Linked DNA regions of Zea mays: region 1 is linked to region 2. The links are chromatin contacts, called in public Hi-C maps. All regions are on one chromosome and are shown on one strand. Each heading gives the region's core, a stretch centred on a gene start, on an enhancer-like site or on the middle of the called end of the contact. The rest is flanking DNA. Distances are from core to core; before and after follow the strand shown. Region 1 has its middle 10 kb from the start of LOC103649831. Region 2 holds the start of LOC103649825 (probable leucine-rich repeat receptor-like protein kinase At1g68400).

Evidence for each region. A called contact is a pair of places that touch in the nucleus more often than the background predicts.
Region 1: a contact with region 2 is called in a Hi-C map of bundle sheath, with 4 times the contacts expected there. The contact joins the enhancer-like site here to the promoter of LOC103649825 in region 2. A contact is called at or near these places in 5 of 25 Hi-C or Micro-C datasets (bundle sheath, ear, endosperm and 2 more).

What each region holds. Positions count from the first base shown.
Region 1 is chr3:21,968,038-21,972,732 of Zm-B73-REFERENCE-NAM-5.0, reverse strand. No RefSeq gene overlaps it. Among protein-coding and RNA genes, the nearest start is that of LOC103649831, 10 kb to the left of the region's middle. Within about 2 kb of position 2,447, at least 19 of the 20 cell types and tissues checked have an H3K27ac peak or open chromatin away from gene starts, as enhancers often do. A contact at or near this core is called in bundle sheath, ear, endosperm and 2 more, where this site is marked.
Region 2 is chr3:21,618,945-21,623,590 of Zm-B73-REFERENCE-NAM-5.0, reverse strand. It overlaps LOC103649825 (probable leucine-rich repeat receptor-like protein kinase At1g68400), which reads left to right and starts at 1,718. Exons shown (of 2, transcript XM_008675529.4): 1 at 1,718-3,309; 2 at 3,396-4,497. The coding sequence starts at 1,899. The coding sequence ends at 4,081.

The DNA of each region.
Region 1 (4,695 bases), core at 1,198-3,697, 350 kb before region 2:
TTAATGGTGTACTTCAATTTTTAGTATATTATTTAATGTTTAAAATCACTTGTAATTAGTAATTAGTAATAAAAGTAAGTTTAAATTGTTTTTTTAATTCGGATACGAATAGTATCTGATATTTCACGTTTTTGTCAAATGTTGTCGAATACGAATCTTAAAACGGATAGAGAAAAAATGAATTCGAATATGTCTATTTAACATCCATATTAAAATCGAATACGAATACGGATATCCATATTAGCACTTTATCCGAATACGAATACGGATAATTCGGATCTCCAGACATCCGAATCCATCCCTAGTTATTGCAATCAGATATAATTAGTTTATATTTTCAATCTCTGCGATTGGTTTAAAATGCCGACGGGATCGGATATTCGATACTCGTTTTTTATTTTTGTGCACAATATAGTTATAAAATCATAACTTTTACATATGAAATCGAATGAAAATAAAGTTTATATAAAAATTGTAGAGCTCGAAGAGATCTATAACTTTGTAGTACATCATTTTTTTGTTTAAATACACCTTTAGGCCAAAATTATTGAAATAATATCAAAATTTATAGACTTTATCATTTTTATGTGGGGGCTTAAGGTTATCTTCATGTGGGAACTTAAGGTTAACTTTTATAAACTATTTATTAGTATTGGTAACTTATTTGTAATTTTCGTTGGACGCTACAATGTTTTATGGATTTAATTGTATTTTGATGATTTTCTACGACAAAAAATTAATAATACATAAATAGCCTCAAAATATTGTGAAATTTTACGGAGGCACAACATATGTCCATATATACCCATAAAAAATGTTTGGATCATAAGATCTATAAGATGACCACGTTTATTCTATTTCACTTTCACTTATTTGTATGAGTTACATATGAAATCACTGTAATTATATAAGTTCCAACATAATCAGTACTTTACTTTATCATTTTTATACGAGGACTTTAGTTATCTTCGTATAAAATGTTTATTAGTTTTTGTAACTTATTTGCATTTTTTGAGTGAAACTAGAATATTTTATGAATTTTTAATATTGTGATGTTGGTTACACAATATACTTGTGATTAGTAACTTTGAACTGCATGATGTCAATTTTATCGGTTTGGATCTATCATATACATGATTATGTATTGCTTAATTTATGTGTTTGTTGGATGGTTGGGCAATTAATATCATTGGGATGAACTACACGACAACTATCTGGTACCTACCCGAGTAGTATCTGTTATCTGTTTCTTACCCACCCGGATTATTACCCGGTTCCGTCCTGTATTTGTCCTGAATCTTAACTATCAGTATCTGATCCTATATCCGAGAGAAATACATTAGGGTAGGATACAGGATAACCCTATATCCGGTTGTATCTGTTCCGTTTTTATCCCTAGTCTCAATTGCTCTCTACTGGTAATCACAGCTGCTGACTGTAAGACTGTTGGTATACTATTTCGTGAGAGCTAGATGACACAGCAGTAACAGAAGCCGTTGTGAAACCCGGTAGCTGAATAAGCTGTGGCTCTGTTATTGTCTCCAGTGAATCATGCATATACTCACGTAGAATACTGTTTTAAATTATAGATTGTATAGTTCAATGAAGTAAAATTTAAAAAAACAAGATGGAATATAAGATAGGATGGGTAATCGAGACAGCCGAGTAGGTAATCTTCACCGTAGCTGAAAGTTCAACTCAGCTGCAGCGGCAGCGCTGTTATCCTTTGATCTGTTTGGTTCATGCCCTTAGCCAAATAGGAAATAGCTCCTGAATTTTATATTAGATTTTGTGTCAAAATCTCACACTATCAACGTAAGCTGATAATACGATCTGTACTGGATTCCAACGTCTCAGAATCCATGGAGATCCTGAACCACCGACGACTTTTCGCTGTTTGAAGGAGGAGACCGCATTTTGAACTTTGGACTGGGTTAGTTTGAGTTGAGCCGATAGAAATTCACGAAAGTTCACGAAAATATAGTCTCTCAACGTCTTACGAGTACTACAGAAATAATGAAATCTGGCTTCTTGAGTAGTAACATTTTTTATGTTTAATTAAACACATGAAAAAGTGAGAACATTTGTATGCGTACACAGCGACTGCGACGGCAGATTCCCAGATGCGTACCCCGATCCGATCTAGCTGAGAGAGTGAGAGCAACGAGAAAGCACTGCGAAACATTTGCTTGCCGAAGCCGCAAACTGCAACAGTGGCCCGGGTTGGGCAGGCTGCTGCTGGCATTGGACGCTGGGCAGGGAGAAGAGATTGTGCTGCGTGTGTGACACTGACTTGAGAAGGGTGTCGGCGACACGGCGTCGGTGGTGTGGATCCTGCTCCGGCCGAGGCAGACCGCCGGTCATGTTGGCCCTTGGCCCAGCCAGCGTCCGCATCACGGAGTCGCTTCGACGACCGCCGCTTTGACTAATCGATCCGCTCCTGCTCCTGCCTGCCAGCGGAGCAGGCGGACACGAGTGTCAGAGCGAGGAAAAGGACGCGCTAGCGTGTGTTGTCACCTGCACTGTCTCTTCTCCCTTTGCACTTTTTCTCAGCATCGCCTTCGCCTCCCTGTGGGCGGATCCGTCGGCCAACCAAACACAACTACACAAGGGAGGCCTAGAATTTAAAGTATGAGTATTTAAAATTTTAGTGAAGCATAATTTTTTATATAAATCCTAGTCTAGTTGTCTTAACACATATATAACTGATTATAGTATTACATAGAAGTGGTTTTATAGTATATAAAATATATAGCATATGTCGGAGAGGAAATCTCTCCGACCGGGTGGCGGATTGCACCCGCCATAAATCCTGAGAAAAGGAGGGGACTAAGCGTTTTGCTTGTTACGAGATTGATGGATGAACATACGAGAGCACGCGAGGGTTTAGAGTGGTTCGGGCCGCAGGAGCGTAATACCCTACTCTACAGTGTCTTGTATTGCTTGAGAGCTTGTATAAACTTGTGAGTGTCTAAGGGAGCCTAGGGTTGGATCTGTCCTGTGACGCTACATGCCTCCCCTTTTATAGCCGAAGGGGGCATGCACAAAGGTACTGAGCCCCGACATGTGGGCCCAGGGACATAGTGATTACAGTACTTGGAGACACAAACGTTTGCTACAGGTGCAATCTTCTAGTGCCCTGACACCCGAGATCTCCGTATCCTCGGTATGCAGGGGAGGCTTTTCGTAGAAGGGACGATGAGTATAGTGCGTTGCTCGGCATAGGCGTACTGTTTGTCAACAGACCGGTCAGGCGCGCCGCCTGCTGGATGACCCTGACATCGCCTGCCATCGGATTGGACAGGACGCATTAAATGCTGGGAGAGCACGTCGCCCGTTAGCGTGGTGGCAGGCGGCGCGTCCTTTCGGCAATAAATGCAGAGGCTGCACGGCTTTGTGGGCTTTGCGTCGGGCTTGGCCCGTTGGCTTATGTCGCAAGCCACGCGCCAATAGCGGGAAGCGTCGGGCTAGGCCAGGACACGTGCCAGCACCGGATCCCCCCTCATGCCAGGGTCCTTCCCGTCCCGGGACCTTGCTAATGCCCGGACCTCCCTTGGAGGGGGACTGGGGCCTCTCCAAGGGACCTGGCATGCCTTCTTGGGGGCTCTAGACTTGTACGTATAGGGGTCCGGTGTCCTTTTGTGGGGGTCCGGACCCAACGGTGAAGACTGGGATGCGCTACCTTTCCTGCCACGTGGTGCCCTTGGACCTGCCCGTGTGGTAGGGTTGGGCGTTATTCCCCACGTGGCCTTGAGGTGTTGTACGGATGCGGTGCTTTCATGCTGTAGGAGAAGGTACCCCTGATCAAGGGTACTGACAGTGGCCCCAGGCCCGCCTCAGGGGAGGATGCGAGCCTACAGGTGGGGCCAGAGTCTGATTGGCGATCTGTTTGCTGCTCTTGCGCTCCTGTTGGTGCAATTACTGTCGCCCCGCCTATGGCTACGCCAACTGTCACGCCCGTTCCCACGACTGACTGGCCCGTGACCTTTGTATTTAATATCACTGTTGAGCCATGCGCGGGGTGCCTCGAGTCGCTGCATCGGTTCTGAAAGCTTATCCTTTCAGTCTTTTACGACGGTTCCCGAGGGGGCGCGGCATTGGCGCAAGCGGCGGTGCGATTTTTCCGCACTCAGCAACCGGTGCGCCGGTTACATGACATGTGGGCCTGGGTCCACATGTTGAACCGCCGACTGGCGCGAAGCCAAGGGGGCGTACAACCACGGGGCGGTTGTTCGCTTTCTGCGTGGCGGTTTGCATTCTTGACCGCTGGTTTTGGCGAATATGGAGAGGCGCATAACCGCGGGACGGTTGCACGTTCCTTGTGTGGCGATTCATCTTCCCGACCGCTGGTTGCTTCGTAAATGAAGGGGCGTATAACCATGGGCGATTGCGCGCTCCTTGTGTGGTGGTTCGCCTTCTTCATGCTTCGGGCCAGCCTATATGACGCGTGGGGCCTGGCCCCCGTGTCATAGGGCGGGATTCTCGGTGCACACCGAGGGAGACTTTACCCATGATGCTTCGGGGCGCAAAGGGGAAACCTCCCTTTTAAAAAGGGGTCGACCTCTCGGGTAGTAGTCATGCCTTGGTCCCCTTACATCCTTTGCGTCCTTCCGCCTTCTGGGCCCCCAGATGGGGTGCGCCTGTGTCTTCTGGAGAGATTCGTGTCAGGACCGTCCCTTCCGGCGATCTTACCAC
Region 2 (4,646 bases), core at 469-2,968:
GAGCCAGATGGGACGCCGGTCTTGTTCCCTGCGGCCCGAGTCAGCTCGGGGTAGGGTGATGATGGCGCCTCCTGCTGACGTGGCTGGTCTGCGCCCTAGGTTGGATGATGTGGAAGCTCCTCCGAAGCCGAGGTCGAGTCCGAGCCCCCGGGTCGGGCGAGGCGGAGATTGCCGGCTGGTGCCGGGGCGGAGTCCGAGCCCTGGGTCGGGCGAAGCGGAGTTCGTCGTCTTCTGGGGCCGAGCCCAAGTCCGAGCCCTGGGTCGGGCGAGGCGGAGATCGTCGTCTTCTGGGACTTAGCCCGAGTCCGAGCCCTGGGTCGGGCGGAGTTCGTCGTCTTCCGGGACTTAGCCCGAGTCCGAGCCCTGGGTCGGGGGGAGCGGAGTTCGTCGTCTTCCGGGACTTAGCCCGAGTCCGAGCCCTGGGTCGGGCGGAGCGGAGTTCGCCGTCTTCCGGGACTTAGCCCGAGTCCGAGCCCTGGGGTCGGGTGAGGCGGAGCTTCCTATGGAGCCTTCGGCCGGGCCTGACTGCCTGTCAGTCTCACTCTGTCAAGTGGCACCGCAGTCGGAGTGGCGCAGGCGGCGCTGTCCTTCTGTCAGGCCGGTCAGTGGAGCGGCGAAGTGACGACGGTCACTTCGGCTCTGTCGGCTGGGGGGCGCGCGTCAGGATAAGGGTGTCAGGCCACCTTTGCATTAAATGCCCCTGCGACTTGGTCGGTCGGTGCGGCGATTCGGTCAGGGTTGCTTCTTAGCGAAGGCAGGGCCTCGGGCGAGCCGGGAATTTGTTCGCCGCTGAAGGGGGGCCTCGGGCGAGACGGAAATCCTCCGGGGTCGGCTGCCCTTGTCCGAGGCTAGGCTCGGGCGAGGCGTGATCGTGTCCCTCGAATGGACTGATCCCTGACTTAATCGCACCCATCAGGCCTTTGCAGCTTTGTGCTGATGGGGTTACCAGCTGAGAATTAGGAGCCTTGAGGGTACCCCTAATTATGGTCCCCGACAGTACCCCTAATTATGGTCCTCGACAACTCTTATGATTCATCTAATGTGTTTTGAATAGTTTTAGTCCTTAAAACTAAATAGGTAGAGACAAAATTTTAGTCTCCTAACTAAACTTTAGTCCCTAGACTAAAAAACCAAACAGATCTGAAGTCTTTTAGCAAAGTGGGATTTTTGCTCAGTCTTGTTCTTTTTCTCTTATTAAATGAAGTCTCCTTATTTTTTTTCTATACTATTTATGTAAAACGCCGGCATTAAGAGGAACCTATTTTTATGGAAAGTATCTCGTCCCATATGTTGTGAGCCGGTGCGCTTAAAGTTTAGTCCGAGAGCAGTAGAGCATAGCGCTACCAACTTCTACCGCGCGCGGGAACGCAACTTCTTGGCGCCATAATGATCACCGGATTGCGCACGATCGTCTCCAGCACGCGGTCGGCTACCACGCATCCCGAGGCCACTGGAGTAGTAAAGTCCCACCGCGACAACGACGTGCCAGGACGCCGAACAACGGTAGTGTGGAGCCCAGGCGTCATCCGACCGCTCCCATCGCCTTGGTCCTGCGTCGCTCCTGCACTCCAGTCCTCTGCAAGCGGCTAGGTAGGGAAGCTCGCCGTTCGCCACCGCACCCATGTGGTGGGGCCACGATCGCAGCGGCTTCACTGTTCCCTGCTCCCGTGCTCAGTAGATAAAATAAAAGCAGTACAAAGACGGGAGGGCAAAAGGCTCCAGCGACAAGGGCAGCCACTGTCCGTGCGACGAGCACCAGACAGACAAGAACCAACCCACCGTGCCTCCGTCTCTCTCGCCGCTGTCCATTTCCTACTTGCACCGGAGCGAGCAGCGCGACCAGCGCGCGGGCGCGAGCCAACCGCGAGCCCCCAAGAAAACCACAAAAAGAAGCGAGCATGCCTCCCAACGGCAGCACTGCTCTGCTGCTCCTCCTGCCACCGCTGCTGCTGCTGCTGCTGCTGCGTTCCTTCGCCAATGCCGGCTCTCTGGATGCCGACGTCGCGGCTCTGTCGGATTTCAGGCTCGTCGCGGACCCGTCCGGCGCCGCGCTGGCGACCTGGAACGTGTCCGCGAACCCGGCGCCGTGCGCCGGGGCGTGGCGCGGTGTCACCTGCGCCGGCGGCCGCGTCACGAGGCTGGTGCTCGAGGGCCTCGGCCTCTCCGGCGCCGCCGCGCTGCCGGCGCTCGCGAGGCTGGACGGCCTCCGCGTGCTCAGCCTCAAGGGCAACGGTTTCTCGGGCGAAATCCCCGACCTCTCGCCGCTCGCGGGGCTCAAGCTGCTGTTCCTCGCGGGGAACGAGCTGTCCGGCGCGATTCCGCCGTCGCTGGGGGCGCTGTACCGCCTGTACCGGCTCGACCTGTCGTCCAACAAGCTGTCCGGCGCCGTGCCGCCCGAGCTCAGCCGGCTCGACAGGCTGCTCACCCTGAGGCTGGACTCCAACCGGCTCAGCGGCGGGGTTGACGCCATTGCGCTGCCGAGGCTGCAGGAGCTGAACGTCTCCAACAATCTCATGTCCGGGAGGATTCCGGCGGCGATGGCGTCGTTCCCGGCCGCGGCCTTCGGCGGGAACGTCGGCCTGTGCAGCGCGCCGCTCCCGCCCTGCAAGGACGAGGCGCCTCAGCCGAACGCGTCGGCGGCGGTGAACGCGTCTGCGGCAGGGGACTGCCCTCCGGCTTCTGCCATGGTGGCGTCCTCGCCTTCGGGTAAGCCAGCGGGCGCCGAGGCGGCGAGCGGCGTCAAGGGGAAGATGAGCCGCGCCGCCGTGGTGGCAATTGTGGCGGGGGACTTCGCCGTGGTGGGGCTCGTGGCCGGGCTCCTGTTCTGCTACTTCTGGCCGCGCCTCTCCGGCCGGCGAAGCGCCCGGCGACTCCAGCAGGGGGAGAAGATAGTGTACTCCTCGAGCCCCTACGGCGCCGCCGGGGTGGTCGCGGCGGCGGCCGGTGGCTCGACGTTCGAGCGAGGGAAGATGGTGTTCCTCGAGGACCTGAGCTGCAGCGACGGCCGCACGAGGCGGTTTGAGCTGGAGGAGCTGCTGCGCGCGTCCGCGGAGATGCTGGGGAAGGGCGGATGCGGCACGGCGTACAAGGCCGTGCTGGACGACGGCACCGTCGTGACCGTGAAGCGGCTGCGCGACGCCGCGACGCCGGCGGCCGCGTCCAAGAAGGACTTCGAGCACCACATGGCCGTGCTCGGCCGCCTCCGGCACCCCAACATCGTGCCCCTCAACGCCTACTACTACGCCCGCGACGAGAAGCTGCTGGTGTACGAGTACATGCCCAACGGCAGCCTCTTCTCCGTCCTCCACGGCAAGTCATCCGCTTAACATCTCCGTCGTGTCTTGATAAAGGAATCCCCTTGATAAATGCTGACTTCGAAGCGTTATTATGGTCAGGTAACCGGGGCCCCGGGCGCACGCCGCTGGAGTGGGCGGCGCGGCTTCGCATCGCAGCCGGCGCCGCGCGCGGGCTGGCCTACATCCACCACTCTGGGCGGCGGGGCAGCGGCACGCCGAAGCTGGCGCACGGCAACATCAAGAGCACCAACATCCTGCTGGACAGATTCGGCGTGGCGCGTCTCGCGGACTGCGGGCTGGCGCAGCTGGGGTCGTCCCCGGCCGCGGCGGCGGCTCGGTCGGCGGGGTACCGCGCGCCCGAGGCGCCCCCGCCGCCCAGGCCCTGGGCGTCGCACAGGGGCGACGTGTACGCGTTCGGCGTGGTGCTGCTGGAGCTCCTGACGGGGCGGTTCCCGGGCAGCGAGCTGCCGAACGGCGGCGTCGTGGTGGAGCTGCCCCGGTGGGTGCAGTCCGTGGTGCGGGAGGAGTGGACGTCGGAGGTGTTCGACCTGGAGCTGATGAAGGACAAGGGCATCGAGGAGGAGATGGTGGCGATGCTGCAGCTGGCGCTGAGCTGCACGGCCGCGGCGCCCGAGCAGCGGCCCAAGGTCGGGTACGTGGTGAAGATGGTCGACGAGGTCCGCGCGTGCGGGGAGACGGCGTCGCCGTCGCACGAGTCCATGGACGAGTCCTCCGGCGTCTCGGACTCGCCCGCCGTGTCGGAGGGCGGCGCGCTCAGCCAGTGAGGGCGCGGCCTGGCGCTGCTGGTCCTTCTTCGGAATTGCCTTGTGATGCGTGCCTATTTGTTTGGTTTAATCTGCTCTTGTTTTTTTTGGGGGTGGGCTGGATTAGCGAGGGCCGTTGGATCTGGTGATCGGCGTGTGCGTGTGTGTACATTGTTCACGTTGGCTGCTTGGCTCTGGATTCTTGTTCCTGTTTTTAACTGACTCTAGATCCCTAGAGTAGCTGCGGCTGCGGCGGCGGCGGGGGTTGGTTTGGTTGCGATAAAAGTTGTGCTAATTTGCGTGAGTGGATCAAGACGCTGTGTTCTGGTGCATCTTTTACGGCTACAGTTGTGTTGTCACTTTTGGCACTAGTAACCATGTCCTTGTAAGGGCAACTGCACTGATTCAATCACGGCGGCTGCTAATAATGTGTTCAACTGATGTTAGCAGGGCATCGTCAGAACTCGCATGCCTGTGTGATTGACTAGTTAAGTGCGTACCGTACTGAGAATGATTGGATATGGTAATGATTTTATTACTCTGATTAATCAGTCCGGGCCTCCGGGGTGCAGTGCAGCAGGCCCAA